2 separate regions of the Oryctolagus cuniculus genome follow, and region 1 is linked to region 2. Evidence: chromatin contacts called from public Hi-C data. All regions are on one chromosome and are shown on one strand. The core of a region is the stretch at or near the end of the contact, and the rest is flanking DNA. Distances in the headings are between cores, read along the strand shown.

Region 1 (5,206 bases), core at 1,283-3,782, 61 kb after region 2:
TAAAGTTACTGTAAATAATTGTGTGCAGGTTTTATGTGACAATATACGAGTTTTGTAGGATCTGTTTCCAGGGGTTGCTAGTTCAGCTATTTGATAAATTATAATTGCCTGTGTATTAAAAAACTACAAGATGTTTCTAGAACGAGTTTAACCTTTTGCTTTCACACTAGCAATGTTTGAGAGTTGCAGTTTCTCCTCCTAGTTGGGACTCAGTACTGTCTGTGCCTTTTCTTTCAGACACATTGGTTTCTCATCATGATTTAAATTTGTATTTATTTAGTAGCCAGTGATGTTGAGCATCTTTTCATGTGCTGTGCCATCTGTGTTACTACTTTGATTATGTCACTGATCAGATCTTTTGCCTGTTTAATAAAAATTGGATTATTGTTGTTGAGTTTGACGGTTCTTTATCTTGGATACAAGTGCTTTGTTGGCTGTCTGGTTCGCAAGTATTTCTCACAGTCTCCAGTGTTTCCATATAGCAAATTTCACAGAGCAAGAATGTTAAATGGTTATAATGTTCCTTTTAAAAAAGTCAGGGATTATACTTCTGGTGTCATGTCTAAGAACTTGTCTCTTAAACTAGGTTCATGAACCAGGTTGAATATAGATCTGTAGGTTCACAGTGTTGCATACAGAGGTGCAATTGTTCAAGTGCCCTTTGTAAAAAGTTTTCGTTATTTATTTGGCAGGCAGAGTGACAGGGAGGGAGAGAGATCTTCTGTCCACTGGTTCATTCCCCAGATGACCAAAAGCCAAGTCTGGACCAGGCTTAAGCCAGGAGTCAGGGATTTCACCCCAGTCTACCACATAGGTGGCAGGAGCCCAAGCACTTGGGTCATCATCTGCTGTCTTTCTAAGTGCATTAGCAGGGAGCTGAACTGGAAGCAAAGCAGCTGGGACTCCAACCCGACAGCCATGTTTAGCTCTTTGTACCAGCATGTGGGGCTCCTAAGCTCATTGTTCTAAAAACTTTTTGACTTTTTTAAAGATTTATCTCGTTTATTTGAAAGGCAAAGTTACAGAGAGGGAGAAACAGAGAGAGAAATCTTCTGTATGCTGGTTAACTCCCCAAATGGTTGCAGTGGCTGGATCTGGGCCAATGTACAACCAGAAGCCAGAAGCTTCTTCCAGGTCTCTCATGTGGGTGTAGGGCCCAAGCACTTGGGTGGGCCATCCTCCACTGTTTTCCCAGGCACATCGGCAGGGAGTTGGATGGGAAGTGGAGCATCTGAGACTTGAACTGGGGCCCATATGTAATGCCAACACTGCATGCAGGAGCTTAACCTGCTAGGCCACATGGGTGGCCCCTCTAGTAACATTTTATAGATTCTATAGATTGCTGCACTGATTATAGTGTTGTCTGTTAATAAAGACAATTTTAGGGGCCGCCACCTGTGGTGCCAGCTGCTCTACTTCCCATCCAGCTCTCTGCTGTGGCCTGGAAAAGCAGAAGATGGCCCAAGTCCTTGGGCCCTGCACCCAAGTGATAGACTCAAAAGAAGCTCCAGGCTCCTGGCTTCAGCTGACCCAGTTCCAGCCATTGTGTCCATGCGGGGAGTGAACCAGCGGATGGAGGACCTCTCTCGCTTTCTGCCCTTGCCTCTGCCTCTCTGTAACTCTGCCTTTCAAATAATAAATTGATGAATCTTTAAAAAAAAAAAGAATTTTAATTGTACATTTCTGATGTGATACCTTTTATTGACTTCTGAGTTTTATTGGAAATCAAGGAAGACTCGCTTGCATTTGTATTCCATTTAGAGGCCCTGTCTACACACATTTGTTGACTTAATTTCATTTGTAGATTGTGTATGATACTAACAGTTTCCTAAAAGCTATAATTACATTAAAGGTTTTGCCAGCGTAGTTACCCTGATGTCTTTTGTCACAATCCTCCCTCCTCATCTAACCTTCTTCTATCTACCATGTAAATTCAACATGTAATCCTGCCTAATTTGTAACTCACACCTTCTCATTTGTGACGTAACTGTCCCCCACATTTTTATCAAAAGTGCTGAAGTTCTAACATTGAAGGTTAGAAACCGGCAGTTTCACAAAAAGGATGGTGAATTTCCTGTGTCAGAATTAGGTCAAGATGTCCACTGCGTTTTCGAGGGAGGTTTTGTGTTTTAAAGAAAAGCGAGATGGCAGTGATGCCTTTGGAATGGAGGACTTTGGGCCTGATGAGTGTGAGGGCACGGCCCAGCCTCCTGTCTCCTGAGGTTTTAGAAGATGCCGCCTCAGTGTCTCTGATGTGCTGTGTTAATTACTGCTGCTCCAGTTAATCCAGTCACATGGTCCCCCCAACACCTGGCACCTGTACACCTTTGGGCCTACTATTTTGTATCACAGAGTATTACAAATTTAAATCTATTCTGAAGTTTCCTTTCAGGTTAAACTTTTTCTATTTGTTAATAAGCTGTCAGAGTAGAGTAATCTTTGGATTATGATTGTCAAGTCACTAGGAAACTTCTCTTTCTGAGAAGGTGCGAGTGTTCAGCGTGGGCATGATGAGTTCACACCAAGCAGCTGGTGGTTGCGAGTCTGGGCAGGGCCTCCGGCCTCACCTCCCCTAGCAGGCAGTGGCGGGGAGTCCGCCTGCCTCAGACACAGGCTGTGTTCAACAGGAAGGACTGAGGTGGAAAAGGTGTAGCGGACTCTGCAGCCCCTGTCCCACAGTTAGGAAAAGGCGGGTCATGTCATCAGATTCCGAGGCTTGAGAGACCAGAGTGGTGGTGTCACTTAGTGTTTGTTTAATCTGTTATTATAATAAGTTTCTTTTTTCTTTCTACCAAGCCAAGCTAGCAAGACGCAGTCAAGAACGAGACAATCTTGGCATGTTGGTGTGGTCACCTAACCAGAACCTGTCCGAGGCAAAATGTAAGTTTTGGAGTATCTTTATTTCTCACCTTCCTAATTTAATGTTGTATAATTAATTAATTGATTAATCTTTAAAGAGTTATTTATTTGAAAGAGTTACAGAGAGAGTGGTCTTCCATCTGATGGTTCACTCCCCAGTTGGCTGCAATGGCCAGAGCTGAGCTGATCTGGAGCCAGGAGCCAAGAGCTTCTTCTAGATCTCCCATGTGGTTGCAGAGGCCCAAGCACGTGGGCCATCCTCTGCTGCTTTCTCAGGCACATTAGCAGGGAGCTGGATCAGAAGTAGAGCAGGGGCCTGTGCTGTGCGTAGTGGGTTAAGCCGCCACCTCCAGTGCCTGCATCCCATATGGGCACTGGTTCGAGACCTGGGTGCTCCACTTCTGATCCAGCTCTCTGCTGTGGCCTAGGAAAGCAGTAGAAGATGGCCCAAGTCCTTGTGTCCCTGCCCCAGCATGGGAGGAGACCTGGAAGAAGGTCCTGGCTCCTAGCTTCAGATCAGCGCAGTTGTGGCCAACTGGGGAATGAACCAGCAGATGGAGGACCTCTCTCTCTCTCTCTCTCTCTCTCTCTCTCTCTCTCTCTCTCTCTCTCTCTGCCTCTCCCTTTCTCTCTGTGTAACTCTTTCAAGTAAAATAAATAAATCTTTAAAAAGAAGAAGAAAAGAAATATTTTGAAGAGTTTGAAAGTATATATTTCTTTACTGTGGCATGTCAGAGTGATTTAGACTCCAGCCTGTGGTGTCATTATCTTCCATCTTTCTCAAAACGTTGCACCTGTGGGTTCTGAAGTAAACAGGGGGTGACTCCAGTGGACGGAACCTTGTAATGCAGTGTGGAACTCCCTCACCTGGGAAATCTAGGTTTGTAAAGAAAAGTTTAAGGACTGGCACTGTGACATAGTGGGTAAAGCTGCTGCCTGTGGTGTCGGCATCCCATATGGGCACTGGTTCGAATCTTGGCTGTTCCACTTTTGATGTAGCTCTCTGTTATGGCCTGAGAAAGCAGTGAAAGATGGTCCAAGTCCTTGGACCCCCATACCTGTGTGGGAGACCAGAAGAAACTCCTGGCTGCAGGCTGGCTTCGGATCAGTCCAGCTCTGGCCATTGTGGCTGTTTAGGGAGTGAATCAGCAGGTGGAAGACTCCTCCACCCCCCCCACCCTGCACCCCCACCTCTACCTCTCTGTAACTCTGCCTTTCAAATACATAAATAAACCTTTTAAAAAAAAGATAGAAGGTTGAACAAGTGTATTATTATTAAAAATTTTTTTTAATTTATTTAAAAGCAGTAGAGCAAGGGAGACAGGGAAGAGGGGGAGAGAGAGAAAGAGAAAGATCCTCCATTTGCTGGTTCACTCCTCAAATGACTACACTGGCTGAAAACCAGGAACTCTCCCTGGGTCTCCCATGTAGGTACAGGGACCCAAGCACTTGGGCCATCTTGCACTGCCCTCCTAGGAACATAAGCAGTGAGCTGGATCAGAAGCAGAGCTGTTGGGACTCAAATAGGTGTTCACGTGGGATGCCTGCGTTGCATCAGCTTATCCCAGTGCATCACACTGCCAGTCCCTTGAATAAGTTTTAATTTGAAGGATTATAAATAGCAAAGTATGTTGGGAATAAGCCTTATAAATAATGTAAGATTTCAACTTAGCTTGGAAGCAAAATAGAGAGGTCTTGCGTCTCTTGGTTCACTTCTCAAATGGTCATAGCAGCCAGGGCTGAGCCAGGCTGAAACCAGAAGCCAAGACCTGCTTCTGGGTCCCCCTCATGGGTTTGGGCCATCATCCCTTGCTTCATAGGTGCATTAACAGGGAGCTGGATCAAGAACTGAGTGCCTGGGACTGGAAGTGAGGTTCTGAAGTGGGGTGTGGGTGTCCCAAGTAGCTGCTGGGCCTGTGCGAGAATGCCCACTCTGGAAGTAAAACTTTTGAATTGGCTAGGTAACAGTGGCACAAACATTCTGACCTGTACTGGACTTTGGTGTGGGGGCAGGTGTTCTGTACCTGTTAATAATAATATAATAATATTATATAATATTATATATAATATTTATTATATTTTCTGTCTCCTCTGCTCAATTGAGCTCTGCTCAATTAATGCAAGATTAATTTTTTAAAGAAGATTTATTTCTTTGATAGGCAGAGTTAAGCAGAGAGAGATCTGTCTGCTTTTTCACTCCTCAAATGGAGTCAGGGATGGGCCAAGCTGAAGCTAGGAGCCAGGAGCTTCTTCCGTGTCTTCTTCCACATCAGTGCAGGGACCCAAGCCTTTGGGCCATCTACTGCTGTTTTCCCACGTGCATTAGCAGAGAGCTGCATTAGAAGTG
Region 2 (5,422 bases), core at 753-3,252:
GCTGGAGCCAGGAGCCAGGAGCCAGGAGCTCTGTCTCTCTAGTGGGTGGCAGTAATCCAATCCAAGCACTTCAGTCATTATCTGTTGCCTGCTAAGACATTAGCAGGAAGCTGGGAATTATGGAGAAACCGGGAGGAACCAGGCACTCTGATATGGGATGTGGGTGTCCCCTGAGGCAGATTAAGCAGCTGTGCCACAGAGCTCACACCAGGCTGTTAAAAACGGTGGGGGAGGCTGAGGGCTGAGGCCCTGGCTTTGAAGGTTAAGCCTTAAGCCTCTGCCTGCAGTTTTGGCCTCCCACATAGGTGCTTGTTCAAATCCCAGCTGCTCATCTTCCAACCCAGCTCCCTGCTAATGCGCCTGAGAAAGAGTGGAAGATGGCCCAAGCCCTACGGCCCCTGCACTCATGTGGGAGACGGGAATAAGCTCTTGGCTTCAACCTGGCCCAGCCCTGCCTTGGCCATTGTGGCCTTCTGGGGAGTGAACCCAAAGATGGAAGATCTCTCTCTCCTTCTCTATGGCTTTCAAATAAATAAATAAAATCTGAAAATAAAAAAAGTGAGGCACACGTGGTGGTAAACCCAGCCAGGAAGTGGCCCCCACTGCGGGCTGGAGCCCCTGGGCCCTCGTCAGAGAGTCACCATCACCCCCGTGTCCTGGGAGGCTGGTCGCAGTCCAGGGGCAGGGCAGGGCGCTCAGCCTCCTTCCGCGAGTCAGAGGCCCGGGCCGGGCGGCCCAGCCCCAGGAACACAGCCGTGGGTCCTGCGCTGCCCGGGGCTTCGCCGTGTGGGGCTCTCCGGGGGCAGGGGCGTCCTGAGCGGAGCCCGGGGGCCGGACGACGGGGGTGGGGTGGGGTCGCAGCCCTGCTCGGGAAGGACCGAAGTGCGCTGGGACGGGAAGCCCTGGCGACGTCCTCCGATTTCTCCCGGAGCCAGCTATACCCTGGGCCGGTGCGAGCTGGAGCCCACAGCAAGCGCAGGCTGAAGTAACTTAAAAATGGGGCTCCCCGGCTTAGAAAAAAAAAAAAAAAGAAAAGAGGTTTCCCGAACACGCTCCCTCGGGTCTCACTCGGCGCCCCTCGCCGGGGTGCGGGGCCAGGAGGCCGGCAGGTCCGGAAAAGCGGCTCCCGCCCGCAGGAAGCGACCCTCCTCCCTGTCCAGGGGCTTGGGATGCAAATAGCTTCCTTGTTCCCCTCCCCGGCCCGCGGCCCACTTCCTCAAGCCCCCGCTCGGCCCCCAGACGGGTCGGACTGGAACCCCGCGGCCCGGAGTCGCGGGGCCCCCAGGGCCTCCCGGGGGCGCCCCCCACCCACCCAGGGAGCGCCCAGCCCCGGGACCCCGGGCTGCCGCACCGCCGCCCTCGTCTGCAGGGAGGCCGCCCCCGGGGGCCTGTCCCCTCGCACCTCGTCCCCCGGCCCCGGCACACCCCCAGCCCCGCGAGAGAGGCGGGGGCGCAATTAGTTTCTCCCAATTAGTTTCCCCTCTTTGTATGCATCCATTCAAACTGCGGTGTAGTCCTCCGCGCGAGCGGAAAGTAGTCCCGCCTCGTGTGCACGCCCGTCCTCCGCTCGGCGTGTTCCGACTTCTGCAGGCCGGCCGCGCGGCCGGGGGCTCCTGCGGGGCAGGCGGGGGCAGAGGCCGCGGGAGGCGCACGCGGGGCCGGGCCGGGGGCCGCGGGCGGGGGGCGGGGGCGGGGAGGGCCGCCAACTCCTCGCTATTGCCTGGAGAGATGGATCATGGGGCGTAGGAGATTGCAAACCTCGAACCACGTACAGTGGGCGATACGCGTCTACCGAACCCGGCCAGCGGAAGCCCGGGGCCTCCCCCTCCGCGTGCGCCCGCCCCGGGGCCCGGACGGACGGGCGCGCGCGGCCAACCCCGCCGCCGCTCGACGTCTCCGTCGCACGGAGCGCGCCAATGGGAGCGCGCGGGGGCGGGGCCTCGCGCGCCGCGTTAGGCTGCGCGCGGCCCTCCCCCGGCCCGCGCAGGCCCCGCCCCCACCCCTCCCCGCCCGCGGCTCCCGGAGTAGTTGGAGCCAGTCAAGTGCGGCCGCCGATGAGAGCCAAAGTTGCGCTCGGATCGGCGCCGGGGGCTTGAGGCGGCTCCGCACTCCGCCCGCCTGGGCCTCCTGAGCTTCAGCTCGTGCCGAGGGGCTGCCGCCGCGCCCGCCCGGCCCGCGCCCGGCCCGCGCCCCCTCCCCCCGCCCCGGCCGCGCTCCTCGGAGCCGCGGGTCCCCGCCACTTCGGCCGGGCCCCGGCCCCCGCCGATGCCGGCCATGGTGGAGAAGGGCCCTGAGGTCTCCGGGAAGCGCAGAGGGAGGAACAACGCGGCCGCCTCAGCCGCCGCCTCGGCCGCCGCCGCCTCAGCCGCCGCCGCCGCCGCGGCCGCCTCAGCCGCCGCGGCCGCCTCGGCCGCCGCCGCCCCCAATAATGGCCAGAATAAAAGTTTGGCGGCCGCGGCGCCCAATGGCAACAGCGGCAGCAACTCCTGGGAGGAAGGCAGCTCGGGCTCGTCGAGCGACGAGGAGCACGGTAGGTGGCAGCCGCCCCGCGCCCGCCCGCCCGCCGGCCGCCGGCCGCCGGCGCTCACCGCCCTCTCTGCTTCCCCGCAGGTGGCGGCGGCATGCGGGTCGGACCCCAGTACCAGGCGGCCGTGCCCGACTTCGACCCCGGTGAGTAGCGGCCGGCCGCCCGGAGCGGGGCCCGCGGGGCGCGAGAGGGCGGGGGGCGCCCGTCGCCAACTTTCTTTTTGTGTGTCTGCCCTGCCGTCGGGGGGCGGGCGGGGACGGGGACACGCACGCACACGCACACGCGTGGCCCGCGGACGTGCCCGTGCGCACGGGAGGCGCCTGCGAGCTGGGGGGCGGGGGGTGGGGTGGGGGCGGCTCCCGGGCTCCGGGGCGCAGGTGAGCGGGGTCCCCGCGCCCAGGTGAGCCGCGCCTCTCCGGGGCCGGGCGTCGCAGTGGCAGCGCCCGGGGAGCTGGGGGGCCGCGAGACCCCTCTCCCAGCGCTCGCCAGACGCCCCCCGCTGCCTGCCAGCTCCTGCGGCCCCCGGCCCCCGGAATCCGTTCGTGAAAGTGCTTTCCAGAGGGCGCTTGCCCGGGCAGGGAGGCTCGCGCGCGGCAGTCGGGTGTGAGGACCTATTTGTGAATGTGCGTGCATTTCCTTTATCTCTTTTTGGGGAAGGGAGGGGGAGGGGTTGAGAGGAGAGAGCCGTCAGAAGCTGGAGTCTAATAAATGGTTCCACCTACGAGCAGTGCCTGCACCCTGGAATGGAACGTGTACTTCCTCTGCTCCGTTTTGTGTGGAAGCACATTTAAAGTGGTACAGGAAAAAATCCAATCAGACAAAGGAATTCGTCGGATTTTAGTGCCTGGGATCCGGCCTGTCTTTCTGAGCGCGTCTCTAAAGGGTGTTGCACAGCGACCGTGCGGGAGGGCGCAGGGTGCGTCTCAGAGATGCAGAGAATCTGCGGCTGGACTGTCTTCCCGGTTGGGGGTCTGGAGCGGGAGATTCTCTGTGTGGGTTCTACCCCAGGATTATTAAAAAAAAAAAAAAAAAGTGCTTTTCCTTGGAAACAAAACTGCAGGAAATTGCAAGGATTTCGTCCTTGAAAAAGGCGGTTGCTCTTCAGCTGTTACTAAGGTGCTAAACTCTGGGTGTGCTTGGAAGTGGAAATCCATAGGGGTCCCTGGGGGGCCCTTGGACATTGGAAACCGTGACTTTACCCAAGTCTGCTTTCTAAGTTTTTGTTTGTTGACTTGAATCTCTTGGGGTTACGCAGTCTACGGCCAGGTTGGTCTCCCCCTTTGAAGCCCCTCTGATGTCTTGGGGAAGTCAGGGTCCCCTTGCCCCGCATTCCCTGACTCCTGCACGCCGTCCCTGGCCACCAGGGGAGGCACACTGTGTCTTGGTTACAGTTGACCCTGCCTTCATTTTGTAGGTCAAGTCTGTCTTCGCTTTACAGAACATAGAGCTTGTCCCCAAGTTTCCCCGTCATGCTATTTTTAAAAATCAGCTTGCACAAACCGTTGAGTAAGCTGGTCAGTTTTTTATTTGTGTTAGATTCAATTTGAAAGCTTTAGTTGAGTATGTTGGATGAGATGAGGAAAAGGGAATATTTGATGGGGCAGCAGGAATTAGATTTCTGACATTCATCTAAATATTGATGTCTAGCTCTGAGTTGCTAGCAGTGAGCCTGACTTCTTTGGAGTTGTGCTCAGCTTTGAAACGGTAGATGTTGAATTGCCGCTGCCTTTTTGATGGAATAGGTGCTGCCATCAACTTGCCACAGACCCCTTTCTAGAAAGTGAGACTTTGGGAAGGCCCTGCTGTGTGGACTTTGTGGGTCTTGTAGTAGTGTTTCCGCCTTTCCTAGGAGTCTTAACAGGTAGGAAACAGTTTCAAACTCTCTTGTCAATGGGACATTCCTAGAAATGACTGGAAATTGCCAAACTACTATGTTTTAGTGATTTCTTAAAATGTGTATCGTTATTTAACTTAACAGTCTAAGGGAGAGGAGACTGCCATTTTGGAATAGAAGTGATACAGCAGGTTTGTTTCGTGGCAGAATTCTTTAGATCTTTGAACTTAAGCCAGGCTCTGAAAGAGTCAAGTTAGGAGGAATGATGCAGAATTGAGGGTGCGACTCTGCTTTCTCCCTGACCGAGGGTTGAGTGTATCTTTGTCCTCGTTTACGAGAATTTGAAAATAGACAGATGAACGTGAAGCACATCAGAGCTATCCCCCCATTTTTTTTTTTTTGTTTGTTTTTTGTTTTTGACAGGCAGAGTGGACAGTGAGAAAGAGACAGAGAGAAAGGTCTTCTTTGCCGTTGGTTCACCCTCCAATAGCCACTGCGGCCAGCGCACCGTGCGGATCCGATGGCAGGAGCCAGGTGCTTCTCCTGGTCTCCCATGGGGTGCAGGGCCCAAGGACCTGGGCCATCCTCCACTGCACTCCCGGGCCACAGCAGAGAGCTGGCCTGGAAGAGGGGCAACCGGGACAGAATCCGACACCCCGACTGGGACTAGAACCTGGTGTGCTGACGCCGCAAGGCGGAGGATTAGCCTAGTGAGCCACGGCGCTGGCCATATCCCCCCATTTTTATTCATTTTTCATTTTTTTTCAGATGAGAGAGCGAGAGAGATCTTTGATCTGCTAGTTCACTCCCAGGTGCCTGCAATAGCCAGTGCTAGGCTAGGTGGAAGCCAGGAGCCAGGAAGTTATTTGGAGTCTCCCATGTGGATGGCAGGGATCCAGGTGTTTCAGCCGTCACCTGCTGCCTGCTAGGACAATTTTTTTTTTTTTTTAAAGCCAGACGCTGAATCCGAAGCAGAGTAGTCAGCGCAGGAACCAGGCACTTGGACATGGGATGCTGGGATTGCTGGCAGTAAATTTACTGCTGTGCCACATGACTGCCTT

Evidence for each region. Hi-C and Micro-C count contacts between places; a contact is called where the count stands out from the background.
Region 1: a contact with region 2 is called in a Hi-C map of an unstated tissue, with 1.6 times the contacts expected there. The contact joins the enhancer-like site here to the promoter of RCOR1 in region 2. A contact is called at or near these places in 2 of 6 Hi-C or Micro-C datasets (ear pinna and an unstated tissue).

What each region holds. Positions count from the first base shown.
Region 1 is chr20:45,785,024-45,790,229 of mOryCun1.1, forward strand. It overlaps RCOR1 (REST corepressor 1), which reads left to right. Exons shown (of 12, transcript XM_051834874.2): 3 at 2,797-2,880. Among named protein-coding and RNA genes, the nearest start is that of RCOR1, 61 kb to the left of the region's middle. Within about 2 kb of position 2,533, at least 1 of the 8 cell types and tissues checked has an H3K27ac peak or open chromatin away from gene starts, as enhancers often do.
Region 2 is chr20:45,724,205-45,729,626 of mOryCun1.1, forward strand. It overlaps RCOR1 (REST corepressor 1), which reads left to right and starts at 2,003. Exons shown (of 12, transcript XM_051834874.2): 1 at 2,003-2,530; 2 at 2,611-2,670. The coding sequence starts at 2,266.